Linked DNA regions of Mus musculus: region 2 is linked to region 1. Evidence: chromatin contacts called from public Hi-C data. All regions are on one chromosome and are shown on one strand. Each heading gives the region's core, a stretch centred on a gene start, on an enhancer-like site or on the middle of the called end of the contact. The rest is flanking DNA. Distances are from core to core; before and after follow the strand shown.

Region 1 (6,543 bases), core at 4,010-6,509:
ACTTACTGAATGAGTCATCCAGTCTCCTGTGCTTGAGAGCTTCTGTCTGCCACAAAAGGAGAATGGGGGTGTAATCTTTCTCTGTGAACTGAATACAGGAAGTGTTATTCCAGGGTTTTCCATGGTAAAGATTAGAGATACAATTAAAGAAGGGGTCCACATCAGTCCAGCCAGTGGGAGCATCACTTACTGGAAGTCTAAATAGCCTTGAAGCTGGGTATGGTACCACACACTTGTAATCACAGTACCTGGGAGGGAGGTACAAGAAGGAGAATCTGCAGTTCAAGGTCAGCTTCTGCTGGACAACAAGAGATCCTGTCTCAAAAAAAAATCTTGATTGGTGGAGTGGGATTGATGCTTCATTTGCTGGGTTGTCATGAAGCTAATGTGTCATGTATGAATTGACCAGCGTAGTACCTGGTCATATACCTGATGTTTGCATATGTTACATGTATGTGTACATAATATGTGTATAAATGTATATACTTGTATGTGTGCATATATGTGTATGTATCTATATGTACATTTATATATAATATAAATAATATATGTGTATTATGCCTCTCTGTGTGTGTATGAAGCTTCTTTTTCTACTTCTTTCATCTGTCCTCCCCAGTGAACCCAGTTTGAAGCTGTATGTAGGTAGTTGTCAGTTTCATGACTACAGACTTTGATATTGACTTGACCTCTTTGATTGGCAAACAGCCAAAGCATGGAGGAACACCCAGGGCTCAGTAGAAAGCTCTGATACCCAGACCTGCTTGAAGCTGACATGTTCAAATGAACTGTGTCCCCCAGTGGGATTCTTGTGTCTTCCTGTATCAACCACTGCTGCAGATTGTTAGGCTATCTTGGATTCCTGTTGGATCCCTGTGAGGATGTCTCTGGAATCAAAGGAAAAACTCTGGGTTGGTTCTAATGAGTAGCTTCACATTCCAGGGCCTAGATGGTGTCTGCACATGGCTTGCACTTAACTGGCTTTCACTGTTTACAGGTTAAAGCCCCAATTTCGTTTCTATGAAGATTCCAGCCTCCTGTTCCTCAACTCCTGTCAGCTTCATCTTCACATCCAGTACTCCAGCCTGACTAGACTAAGCAGAGCTCATCCATCAGACCCCCATGCAGAGGGCCAGAATGCTCTGCTGCCTCACATCCTACTACCTCCAAACGTCCCTGACTCCACCATACCCTGGGTCTCAGGTGTACGAGCTCCTAGAGGCCAGAGACATTGTCTGAAGAAACAGTCTGTGTCCCTTCTGATTGTCCTTTCAGAATCAAATGTCATTAACACAAACTAGTGCCTTATTATAATTTCCACTCTTGGCTCTTTTCTTTCCGAGACCAGAAAACTCTCTGCATAAAGAAGTTGTAGTGTATAGATAGGAATTGTGTCACATGTTTCCGTATTTAATTTCTCCTGGTGTTAATTTCCAATTTTACTTGTATTTTGGCATATTTTTTCATCAGTATTTCCCAAGATATGGATACTCGCATCTATGAACATGCACACACGAATACATGCAGCATGTGTTCACTTGAGGACTGACTTGTAGGTTACCTTAGGCAACGTCATCTCCTCATCTCCTTTAATTAGGAAAATTCAAAGGTGTTTTTGAAGGTACAGGGTAGCTAGTACCCCACCCTTGTTAGCCCCAAAAGACTTACTACCCATCTTGCATACACTTTTAGCCACACACATGGTATGTAAAATGTACTGGATCAAGAGACAGACTGATAACACTTATTTGCTTATTTCTGTCACTGTCTAGTTAAACATTTCTTACCTGTTCCCACTGTGCAGTAAGGAATTCACCTCCACTATCTCTGGGGTGCTTTCTGTCTCGGAGACATTATCCAGTTCTTAGCAAGTGTCATCTAAGTATGAATTCACTCAGGAAAACATTTCAACACTGGTTAAAAAGCAGTTCTAACCTGGTTGTTTTGTGATGTCAACCACCCCTCAGGGAAGAGCAAAGAAACGGGCTTTTCTAAGACAAAGTAACTTTGTCCACCCTGAGTCACACAGTGTACTTGGATTCCCTTATTAAGGAAACCAGTTTGTTTCCAAACACTTCCTCTCTAAGAAGTACAGTCTGCCAATATTTGATAAAAGAATTAAGATTTGAGTTGCTGCTGTGCCTTGTAGGATTGGAAGTTATAAAGTAACTTTGGGAATTTCAGACTTAAGTAGAAGTGGAAAGGGTGTGTGAATAAACTCACACATGTGCCAGCAGCTTTGAACCTCACTGAGAATCGAGAGGACTTTGGCCTCTCTGAGAATGGAGAGAAGGACTTTGTCCGTTTAGTCTGGCAGGAGTGGCCTCTGAGCTATGGGACACTTACTTTAATGAAGATTCTGGCCTCCTCATCTCCATGCCTCCTAGGCAATGCTGCAGTGGCTCCACCATGTGCACCTTGCTACACCCACCCACATGGAAGGAATAGCATGATTCTTATGGAAACACGCCAAACACCTATTCCTTGTGAAGACTCAGTTGATGGTATAGAGTTCCCCTTTTCTTCCTTATTTATTTATTTAACATTCCAATCATAGCCTCTCCCTACTCTCCTCCCAGTTGCACCCTTGAAAACTCCTTCCCCCATTACCTTTTCCCCTTCTCTTCAGAGAAGGGGAAGCCCCACCACAGACACCAACCCTCCCTGGCACATCAAGTTCCAACAGGATTAAGCACATCCCATCCCACTGAGACAAGACAAGACATCCCAGCCAGGATAAAGGATCCAAGGGCAGGCAACAGAGTTAGATACAACCTTTGTTCCAATTGTTAGGAGACCCACATGAAGTTGTGCATTGGCTACAAATGTGTAGGGGGTCTAGGTCCAGCTCATACATGCTCTTTGGTTGGTGGTTTAGTCTTTGTAAGTCCCCATCAGCCCAGGTTAGTTGACTCCGTAGGTCTTCTTGTAGTGTCCTTGACCCTGCCCCCCTCAGGCTCCCTCACTTCTAGCCCACACTCTTCTACAAGACTCCCCGAGCTCCACCCGAAGTTTGGTTGTGGGTCTCTGCATTTATTTCCATCAGCTGCTGGATGAAACCTCTCAGAAGACAGTTATGCTAGGATTCTGTTTGCAAGCACAGCAGAGTATCATTAATAGTGTCAAGAGTTGGCCCTCTTCATGGGATAGATATTAAGTTGGGCTAATTATTGGTTGGCCATTCCCTCAGTCTCTGCTCCATCTTTATCCCTGCACATCTTGTAGGCAGGACAAATTTTGGGTCAAAGGTTTTATGGTTGGATTGGTGTCCCCCTCCCTCAACTGGAAGTCCTGCCTGGCTACAGGAGGTGGCCACTTCAATCTCTATGTCTCTAGCTGCTAGGGTCACCCATTAGAGTGGAGCCTTATTTTACAAATTAGAAGGCAAATAATTAATGTTCAGAATCATTCATCAATTAGCCTTGAGTCTCACAACTAGTTAAGTTCAAGGCTGAGGTCAGAAGTCAGGTGTCCTGGTTTTCTGAGCGATGACTCCCTAGATGTTCCTCTCCTTCCGGCTTTCACTTTTACATTTCTCAGCAAGCCAGGAAATATACCTGAAAGTGGGGAAAAAGAGACAGAAAATAAAGCCCCGTTTTGCTTGGAAAGCCCCCCCCCCAAGAACAACCATTTATATGAGCAGAGTTAAATTGATGTGAGATGCAGTGAACTTCCTTGTTAGAGACTCTTGTTAAATACTTTCAATTGTTCCTGCTGGAAGACACATTGTTTTCTTGGAAGTGTAAGCCAGGAAGATCTACCTGTCAGTCGGTGTCAATGGCAGGTGAGGAGCTTGCCTGATAGAAATTCTAGTGAAGGAGAATGATGAGGTGTCTCAGTGGGTAATGATGCTTGCCACCAAACTCGATGACCCAAGTGTGAGTCTCAAGGTCCACATGGCAGATTGTGAGAACTGATTCCTGCAGGTTGATCTCTGACTCTCATTCCTGAAATACAAGGGACACCCAACACATGGACAGCCTCATCCCCTTTCATTTTGTCGAAATAAAAAGTCATAGTGAAAAAAAAATACCAAGATAATCTAGTACTATTGTATCAAAACCTGTTAGAATTGAACTCCTGATTCTTATTATTTCTAATAATTATTGGTGTCCATGAATGTCTACCATAGTAGGATGTGCACAGGGGAAACTTGACCAGAGAGAGACCCTGCCCTGCAAGGTAGAAATTTGAACTGCACCATCTGTATCATCCCTTCCTGTCACAAGAGATCCTGACCTTAACTGAGATCAAAGACTGAGTGAAGATTTCTAAGATAAAGCCAGAAACACTGTGGTTTGGGTTAATAGAATGGTGGGAGACCAACAAGGGATCACTGAAGAGAAGTCCTTTAGTGAGTTTCCACAAAGAGTTTGCATTCTCCATCATCTCAGAATCACTGGGATTCTTGTGGAACTTGGCACGCCCCTCCTGAGGATCTTAACACCCACCGGTGACTTACCTCAGGGGGAAGTTTGGAATCGGCTCCTTGTGACAGCTCTATTACTCTTGTAGCTGAGAATGAAAGCCATTGAAATAACAACAGCTGAGACAAATATCTGCATAATCTGCAGAGAGTAATCAATATTTGTAAGGGAAGTAACTTGGCAAGAGTGTGAACGTTCCTTTTCTGAAGTGTGTTTAACCTTGCAGGACCTTTTCCCTAGATTCTTAACCACGGTTTAATGCATATTCTCGGGTCAGTCTTCTTGGAGGTATCTAAGTCCCTTTTATCCTCCTAGAGTTTTGGTGTAATGACAGGAGGCCTGATGAAGCAAGGCAAAGAAATGGCTGGTTCTGTTCCCTGGAGCCCTCTCCATTGTGGGCATGTACTGTCTGATTAGCTCACTGGAGGCGCAGCTGCGAGCAGGCCTCATCTGCATGCCCCAAGGCAGAGGAGAAGGCTTCCTGTGAACTTCAGAACACATGTTGGCGTGGAAGGGACTTCTCATTCATTTAGAATTCCTTTGCTCCCAAATAAATGGCTGTAAATGGAGAGGAAGGGATATGATGTGTGACTAATTTCCCAGGAGGACCTAAATATCTCCACTTTGACCCCAGTGTCTTGCCTCCCCCATGTCCCCACTGAAAGGCTCATAGCAGCTTTATTACAAGGTAGGTGTTTGTGAGCCAGCTCAGGATGGGGACTAAGCACACCGCCCAGCAGGGGCGTTCTTTCCATGATGCTCAGGCCGTAGGATCTCTGTGATCTAAGCGAACAGGCAGTATGCACTGGGTTGATTCAGCCAAGGAAGTAACTTAGTGTGGCCTTATAAGGCCGTGGTTCCGGCGGAAGCAAGACTGTCTCTCTTCCATCTGAAGGCAGGCCTCTGAGCATTCCCAGATGACATCTGTGCTTTTTCCATCACACAGTTGGCCTCCTTGGCTCCTTGCGCCGCTTTGGTTGTGCAATTGGGACTTGGCAGGTTCTTTGGGCTGTGGAATCTGTACATTTTCAGCTCTGACATCTCAAAAATAGTCACTGAATCATCTTTATCAGCGTGGTTTATCGTAAAGCAGAAACTTTCTCCTCCACATCTTTCTTTTTACTATCTAGAACTAGAAACGTGATGATTTATGACGTAAGGAGGTTGCACGGAAAGAGGGCTGTCTTCAGGACTGGAGTAGGCCAGGTTCTACTCCAGGCTGCCCTCTTTCCTGTTGCAGGAACTTGAGCTTTATTTAGGGCCTCAGTTTAATCTTCTGTCAGGTGTAGAAAATAGTTGCTGAGCTAATGGAGAGATTAGATCCAATGTAAGCTAAGTGCTAGATAAATGTCTGGGCTCAGTACATTTTGTGTGAAAGAAGGCGTGGTTGAGCAAGCAGTGGTGATGTTTACACTGTAGAAATGAGGCTGGTGATGTAAATTGTGAGGTAAATCATATAAGCAATCACTTTAGCCCTCCACAAATCATACATGCACACAGACACACCACTTCTGTACACATACATATGCACATAGACTTTGGAAACCTAGACTTTTCTTTTGATGAGTAACTTGCTTCTGAGGCCAAGATTACACGTCTGTGAGTTAGGCCTCAGCCCTCTGTGTTTGTAGCTGTCTGGGAATGTCTGTGCTGGGTTCTCCTGATAGCTGTAGAGAGCAACCTGAGGCTTTCTCTTTGCAGGCATCAGGGGTGAGCAGGTATAATCTGAAGTCCTCGCTTCTAACTTTCACTGATGGCTGAGGTCTGACGCTAGGAGTTGGTCAGTGTTCTAGCTTTTGACGTATGAGAGGGTTTTTTTCCTCAGTCTTGGAGAATTATCCTATCACGGCAGCATCTGTGTTGTTCCCAACAGGGTTTATGACTGACTTTCTTTGGCACAGTGAAATAAGCCACGATCCTTTCCTCCACAAAGTCTCCCTGACATGATATTGGCCATTAGCTTTCTAATACACTTAGTCAAAGAGTTAGTGTCTAATAATTATAAAATACAAACAAATCAACGTAATGAAACAAAACAAAAGGCTGCTTGAGACAAACTTGTAAATTTGCCTCTTAAATTCTTTAGTCAGTAGATTTTTGAACCTCTCTATTGCAGCAC
Region 2 (6,495 bases), core at 3,141-5,640, 69 kb after region 1:
AGGAGAGAATGATCTACAGACAGAAAATTTAAGTTGTTTGATTCCAAATGTGACTCATACATTATGTGGAAGACAAACCCAGAGATAAAGTATTTGGTTAGAACTTGCTTTGGCATATTCCAAACCACAGTTGAATGAATTATTCAATGGGGAAATAGAGCAACTTCTCCAGTTCTCAGATGTGTGTGTGTGCGTGTGCACATGTTTATGTGTTCATGGTTGTGTGTGCATGTCTCTCTCTCTCTCTCTCTCTCTCTCTCTCTCTCTGTGTGTGTGTGTGTGTGTGTGTGTGTGTGTGTGTGTGTGTGTGTGTGTGTGTGTGTGTAAAGCGTGTTGAGGAGAAATAGCAGGGTTGGGGAGTGCTGTCAGGGAGAGAGAGAAGAAACTGAAGCTATTTCATCCTAACACTGAGCTACTGCAATGCCATTTTGATGGATCTGACATCTAATGTGGTCACCACCAGGTGAGCCTTTGAAAATGAACAAGGGGTCTTGGTCATACCTGTACAGCTCTGGGATACAGGAATGGCTTCTGTGATGGGAAGACCAGGGAGACTGAGTTCCCCAGTGGTGTGAGGGCTGGAGCAGAAAAGGCTTAACATGGGAGCTGGGTGTCACTGACTGTCTGGCTTGCCTGTGCAGGGCATGTAGGCATGTGCAGGCTTTGTCTTCCTTCCTGTAGTATTTAAACAGTTTCCTTTATGGATTCTTTTTCTGGGAACAGTTTCTTCTTCTTCCTTCTTCTTCTTCTTCTTCTTCTTCTTCTTCTTCTTCTTCTTCTTCTTCTTCTTCTTCTTCCTTCTTCTTCTTCTTCTTCTTCTTCTTCTTCTTCTTCTTCTTCTTCTTCTTCTTCCTTCCTCTTCCTCTTCCTCTTCCTCTTCCTCTTCCTCTTCCTCTTCCTCTTCCTCTTCCTCCTCCTCCTCCTCCTCCTCCTCCTCCTCCTCCTCCTCCTCCTCCTCCTCTTCTTCTTCTTCTTCTTCTTCTTCTTCTTCTTCTTCTTCTTCTTCTTCTTCTTCTTCTTCTTCTTTCCTTCCCGTCTCCATCTCCTTCTCCTTCTCCTCTTCTCCTTCTCCTCTCCTCCTCCTCCTCCTCCCCTCCCCCTCCTTCTTCTCCTTCCTCTCCTCCTCCCCACCCTCCTCCTCCTCCTCCTCTTCCTCTTCTCTAAGTTGAATGTAACAATTCTATTTCCAGAGCATAACCTTTGCTCCTCTTTTCATAAAATCTGACCCTCTCTCTAAAAAGAGAAGGGCAGAGTACAAACCTCAGGTCTCTAGCACTGTCAGGTGTTACATTTAATCACAGCATCTCTCCTTTCCAGCTAAGTTGAACAATTTCAGGGCATGTAGATAACAAGCAAGTATGTGACAACACATTTGTTATTATTACATATGCTTATTTACTGTGTGTTTTATTGAAAATAATCTTTTCTTACAATATATTGTGATCACACTTATCTCCCCCCCAGAACCTCCCCATTTTCCTATCCACCCAGCTCCATGCTATTTTTCTTTTATTTAAAAAATCAGGCAAACAAACAAACAAACAAACAAACCAGAATTTAAAAACAATCAGAGACAAATCATGAGAAACACACACAGAGAAAAAAGCAAAAAAACCCACAAAATTAGAAGCAAAAGACTAGTAAGATGAAAAATGCCCAAATAAAGCAAGATGAGAAAAAAATCTTTGAAATTATCATTGAGTTTGTTTTATGTTGGACACCACCTGCTGAGCATGAGGCCGCCTTTAAGCATGGTTAATGTATCCGATGAGACTTCATTGGAGAGAGATGTTTTCCTTTGTAAGCAGTTGTCAGTTAATGATAGCTTCTTGGTAAAGAATAGGAGCTCTTGTCCACATTCCCACATCAACTCTGGAACCCCATCTGTTTTAGACATGTGCAGGCCCTGTGCATACTGTCACAGTAAATTTACATGAGTCCATATGTGCATCAGTCCAGCTGTGTCTGGAAGATTCTGTTTCCTTGGTACCATCCTTCCCCACTGGCTCTTACAACCTTTCTGCTTCTCTTCCACATCTCTCTTAGATAAACCACACAGTGCTCTTTGTTTTGTCTTTTGAGCTTGACTTTAATTTGAAAGAGTGAAGTTCAATTCTCACTAGCATGCTTTCTTAGCCAAGAAATGAAATGCACTTTGGTGAATAAATGCTACTATGTGAACCATGAGCTGTGATATTTTAAATTACACCCTATACTTTATGACAAATGTGGCCCAGCCATATCCACTGGAAAGAGGGAAAGTCATGAAGTCAGCACAGCTTTTTCACACAGTTTGCCTAAGAATGGGCAAACATTTATTTGGGGCTGGCTTATGGTTCCAGAGGCTTGCTCCATTATCATCATTGCAGGAAGCATGGCAGCATGCAAGTAGAAATGGGGCTGGCAAAGGAGATGAACGTTCTATACCTTAATCTGCAGGCAGCAGAAGGGGATTGAATTCCACACTAGGCCAAGCTCGAGGTATATATAATTCCAAAACCTACCCTGACAGTGAAACACTTCCTCCAAGAAGGCCACACCTCTTAATAGTGCCACTTTCTATATGCCAAGTACTCAAATACATTACCCTAAGGGGTCCAAACCTATTCAAATCACCACATTCCATTCCTTGTCCCTCATAGTCTTGTAGCCATATGTAATGCAGAATGGAGTTTCTACAACCCTCTTATTCTATTTTTGACTCTAAATCCAGAGCCATGAGGAAAAAGCTGCTAAATTCTGCTGCTTTTGGGGATTAGAACATGGCCCTTTGGTTCAATTACATCTTCATCAACTTTCTATTTCCCATAGTTCCCTTCATTGCCTATGCTTGGCTATCCTGGAATTTGTTCTTCAGATTCTTTGGCCTAGAACTCAGAGACCTGCATTCCTCTGTCTCCTAAGTATTGAGATAAAGGGTTTGTACTACCATGCCTGGACCTAAGCTTTTCTTTCAAGATCAAGGTGTGTGCCAATCTAGATCAAAAGTATGTGTCATCCCACTTCACATTCCCCCTTAAGATCTGGATCAAAAGCTGACTTTTCCAGCCACAAAATCTGGATCAAAGGCAATGTTGTCTTTCTGCCTCAAGATCCAGATCACAGATGTGCACTCCGTTTCTGGATTGTAGTTCATTCCAAATATAGCCAAGTTGACAATCAAGAATAGCCATCAAAATGATGTAATGATATATTAAAAGGAGTTAGGTATGAGTGCTTGCTATTCATTAAAAGACTGTTTATAACATCTTCTATTTGTCTAGAGTGCTTTAAAACAGCAAATACTGCCAGCCTAAAGCAGGCTGTCATATAATATATGTGTTTGCGTTGGCAGAGACATTCTTTAGATTCTTAATTGGAGTTATTGGGCTGAAAATAAAATCTGTTCTATCTGTACTTTCTAATTACTGAATTTGTAACCCCAGACATAGTGAAAATCAAACACATATCCAGGGACAAAATGACATAATCTGTACTTGGATTCAATAGTCTGCCTTTGTTCTGTGAAACTTGTATAAATAAAGAAGTGACCTGATAGGTAGTCAGTCAGAGCTGCAAGATTCCCTTGACTGCTGCATCTGGCTTCCTCCTCCTTTGATGACTCCTTCTCTCCTCTCAGGTCACCCTGTCAATGGTCAAGGAAGCCCTCATTTCATCCCTGGCACAAATGTAAGACTTTTTAAAAGGCTTGCGAAGTTTTAAGGTTTCAAAGTTTTAAGATGTCAAAGGGACAATTTTGTGCAAAGTAAGCAACTGATGTTCCTTGTAGCCTCAGTGGGCCTAGAAGATGGACTCTTTGCTTATAACCTAGACTGGGAATAGTACGACAGAGTAATCCCATAGACAAGATGCAGTGATATGAGCTGGCAGCGGGAAAGTGAGTAATATGGGTCACGGTGAGTCATTCTGTGTCCATGGTGATAATTTGATTCTCTAGATCCTAAGAGTTATAGAACGTATATCCTTGCATGGAAAGGGAAGCAGGCTCATTCATCCATTCAGTCAACCAATATTGAATAAACATTTGAAACATCCCATTGGATGTATTTATCACACATGGTGCTAAGTCATATAAAGATAATTTCTTATAAGTATTTAAGCAAGAATAAGGTGACTGAAATCTAAGGGGATAGGCTAGGGGTGGAGAAACTGATTATCATTAAGGCAAAGCTGAGTTAGGTGATAAAGCTCTGACACACAGATATGAGTTGTTGTGATGATGGCTACACTTGCTTTTCAACTCGACACACCTGGGAAGAGGGAACCTGAATTGAGGAATTGCATACATCAGGCTGGCCTGTGTGGATGTATATGGAGGCATTTTCTTGACTGTAATTGATGTGGGAGAGCCCAGCATATTATGGGCAGCACTGTGTCTAGAAAGGCCATCCTGGGTTTTAAGAAAGGTAATTGGGAGAGCCAGGGACAGCAAACCCATAATCAGTGTTCCTCCATGGTTTCTGCTTCAGTCCCTGCCTCCAGGTTTCTGCCTTGAGTCCTTGCCCTTCCATCCCTAGATGATGGACCATAACCTGAAAGCCAAACAGATCCTTCCCTTCCCAAGTTGCTTTTGGTTAAGATTTTAGCACAGCGTGAGAAAACATAGCAAGACTGTTAGGTAAACAAAAGGCAAGCCTGACAAGGGTTGTTGGCTGTGGCCATGAGTTTTAACTCTTCTAATTACATAGAAGGCTTGGGACAGGAACTCAACAGATAACATCTGTATTTCAAGAAGATGATCTGGCTGCTGGTGGAGTGTCCAGAAAGGGAGTGAAAGAGAATTATGGGGATGACAGAAGTGAGGCTATGGTGACAGTCATGGCTGGAGGCTTCATGGCAGCTTTAGTGGGCTTTGACATTTATATGTCCATTTGTCTGGAGATGTCAGGAAAGATTATGTGACACTGGCAAAGCTGCCCATTTTGTGGACAATTTATCTGTATTAAGACAAGGACATTAAAGGTTTGGCACTTATCTGTACCAACTGGGTATTGTTAAGTTTGGTGTGGATATTGGTGATGTATGCAATGCCATGTGTTTCCTTAGGGTTTAGCAGTCTGTGAAGTTAGAGGTACCAGATTCTATGAGTTTAGGCTTATATAGCAGGCAATGAAGGTTTGTGCACTCATCAACTTTCTGATTGCTCACATTCATGTATTTATTATTCATTTGCTTTCTTCACTCAGCATTCCATGCTGTTGGAAATGCAATTGCCTGTTCAGCAATGCCAGGGTGACTCAGTGAACCAGGATTCCTCACACCAGGGACATACTTCTTTCTGGCAGGGACATGTCCCTATGAGCATCCCATGCTCTCCAGGTAGGGTGCCCTTATTTTATCTGTGTGCTGGCTGTCACTGATAGTGAGATGAATTAAGCAGCAAAGCTCATGCTCACATAACATGCAGCTCTTCACACAGATGGTCAGGATGTCACAGGAAACTCTGAAGGTCACAGACACTTTGTGCCTGTGGTCATGTGGTTGCTTATGGTGGTGCAGCAGTCTTTCTTACCTTCTTGTAGTCTATCAGAAATACCAAACAGTAGGCAGACCAAAAAGACATTTCTCAGTCAGACCACATGAATCTCTAGAACCTCAGACATATTATTATAAAGTGCTAAGAATCCAATTTACTCACCCAAGAGGAGAGGAGAATTGTATTATTGTAATTAGTATAATTTCAAAATTCTCATGGACACTAAATGTAGTAGCGGTGCTTACTCCAGGAACCATGCAACTGTTAGTTTCTTTCCCCATTTTAACCACATAATGACTAGCATACCCAATGTCACCCTGGCCCCAGAGTCTTCTGTGGTAATGAATGACACCCACATCCTCATGTTTGGTAACTGGTTTGGGGTAATGTGGGAATTTCACTTATCTGTGCTATTCATTCATTTAAGGACTTGAGTACCTGAGCTTCCAGTAGAGGAAGAAGTAGGGGATCCTTTGTCTTAAGCTCTGAGATTCTCTAACTGTAACTTTCATCCCTGTCATACAGTCCAGTGTCAATCTCTAACAGATGCATGAGTAAACATGGTAGAGCTTTCAAACAGCTAATGAGTGAGCTCTTTGTATATAAATGTATTGGTGCCTCCTTTGAATCTTTGATCATCTTTTGTTATATTCTCAGGTTTGTAAACCCATGAATGTATGAATTATCAATTCCGTTATGCCTAAACTGGCTTTTTCCCCTGATTTCAAATGGTGCTTTGGGTTCCATTACATCTGGGGTGTCTCCTCTATGTTGACTTTGAGGACCAAGCGTTTGTTATAGCTTTATAAACTGTAAAGCACCATGACAATAATTTTTTATCATATATCTGAGAATTTCTCAATTCTACTCTATTAACCTTTAGTGGTGATCAAGGTTCAAGGCTAACCTGGGTTACATAAAGAAGCACTGTCTTAAGAAACTATTCTCTCTCTCTCTCTCTCTTTCTCTCTCTCTCTCCACACACACACACACACACACACACACACACACACACACAC

What was found. Hi-C and Micro-C count contacts between places; a contact is called where the count stands out from the background.
Region 2: a contact with region 1 is called in a Hi-C map of the N1E-115 cell line, with 1.8 times the contacts expected there. The contact joins two enhancer-like sites. A contact is called at or near these places in 2 of 15 datasets of contacts at CTCF or cohesin (both in the NIH/3T3 cell line), 9 of 484 Hi-C or Micro-C datasets (the 3T3-L1 cell line, CD4 T cells, CD8 T cells and 6 more) and 4 of 115 datasets of contacts at active chromatin or transcription factors (embryonic fibroblasts, embryonic stem cells, microglia and 1 more).

What each region holds. Positions count from the first base shown.
Region 1 is chr2:118,038,342-118,044,884 of GRCm38.p6, reverse strand. The region is part of intron 4 of Gm13986 (predicted gene 13986); the gene reads left to right. Among named protein-coding and RNA genes, the nearest start is that of Gm25308, 36 kb to the left of the region's middle. Within about 2 kb of position 5,259, at least 52 of the 459 cell types and tissues checked have an H3K27ac peak or open chromatin away from gene starts, as enhancers often do. A contact at or near this core is called in the N1E-115 cell line, where this site is marked.
Region 2 is chr2:117,968,221-117,974,715 of GRCm38.p6, reverse strand. All of the region lies in intron 8 of Gm13986 (predicted gene 13986), which reads left to right. Among named protein-coding and RNA genes, the nearest start is that of Gm25308, 110 kb to the left of the region's middle. Within about 2 kb of position 4,390, at least 12 of the 459 cell types and tissues checked have an H3K27ac peak or open chromatin away from gene starts, as enhancers often do. A contact at or near this core is called in the N1E-115 cell line, where this site is marked.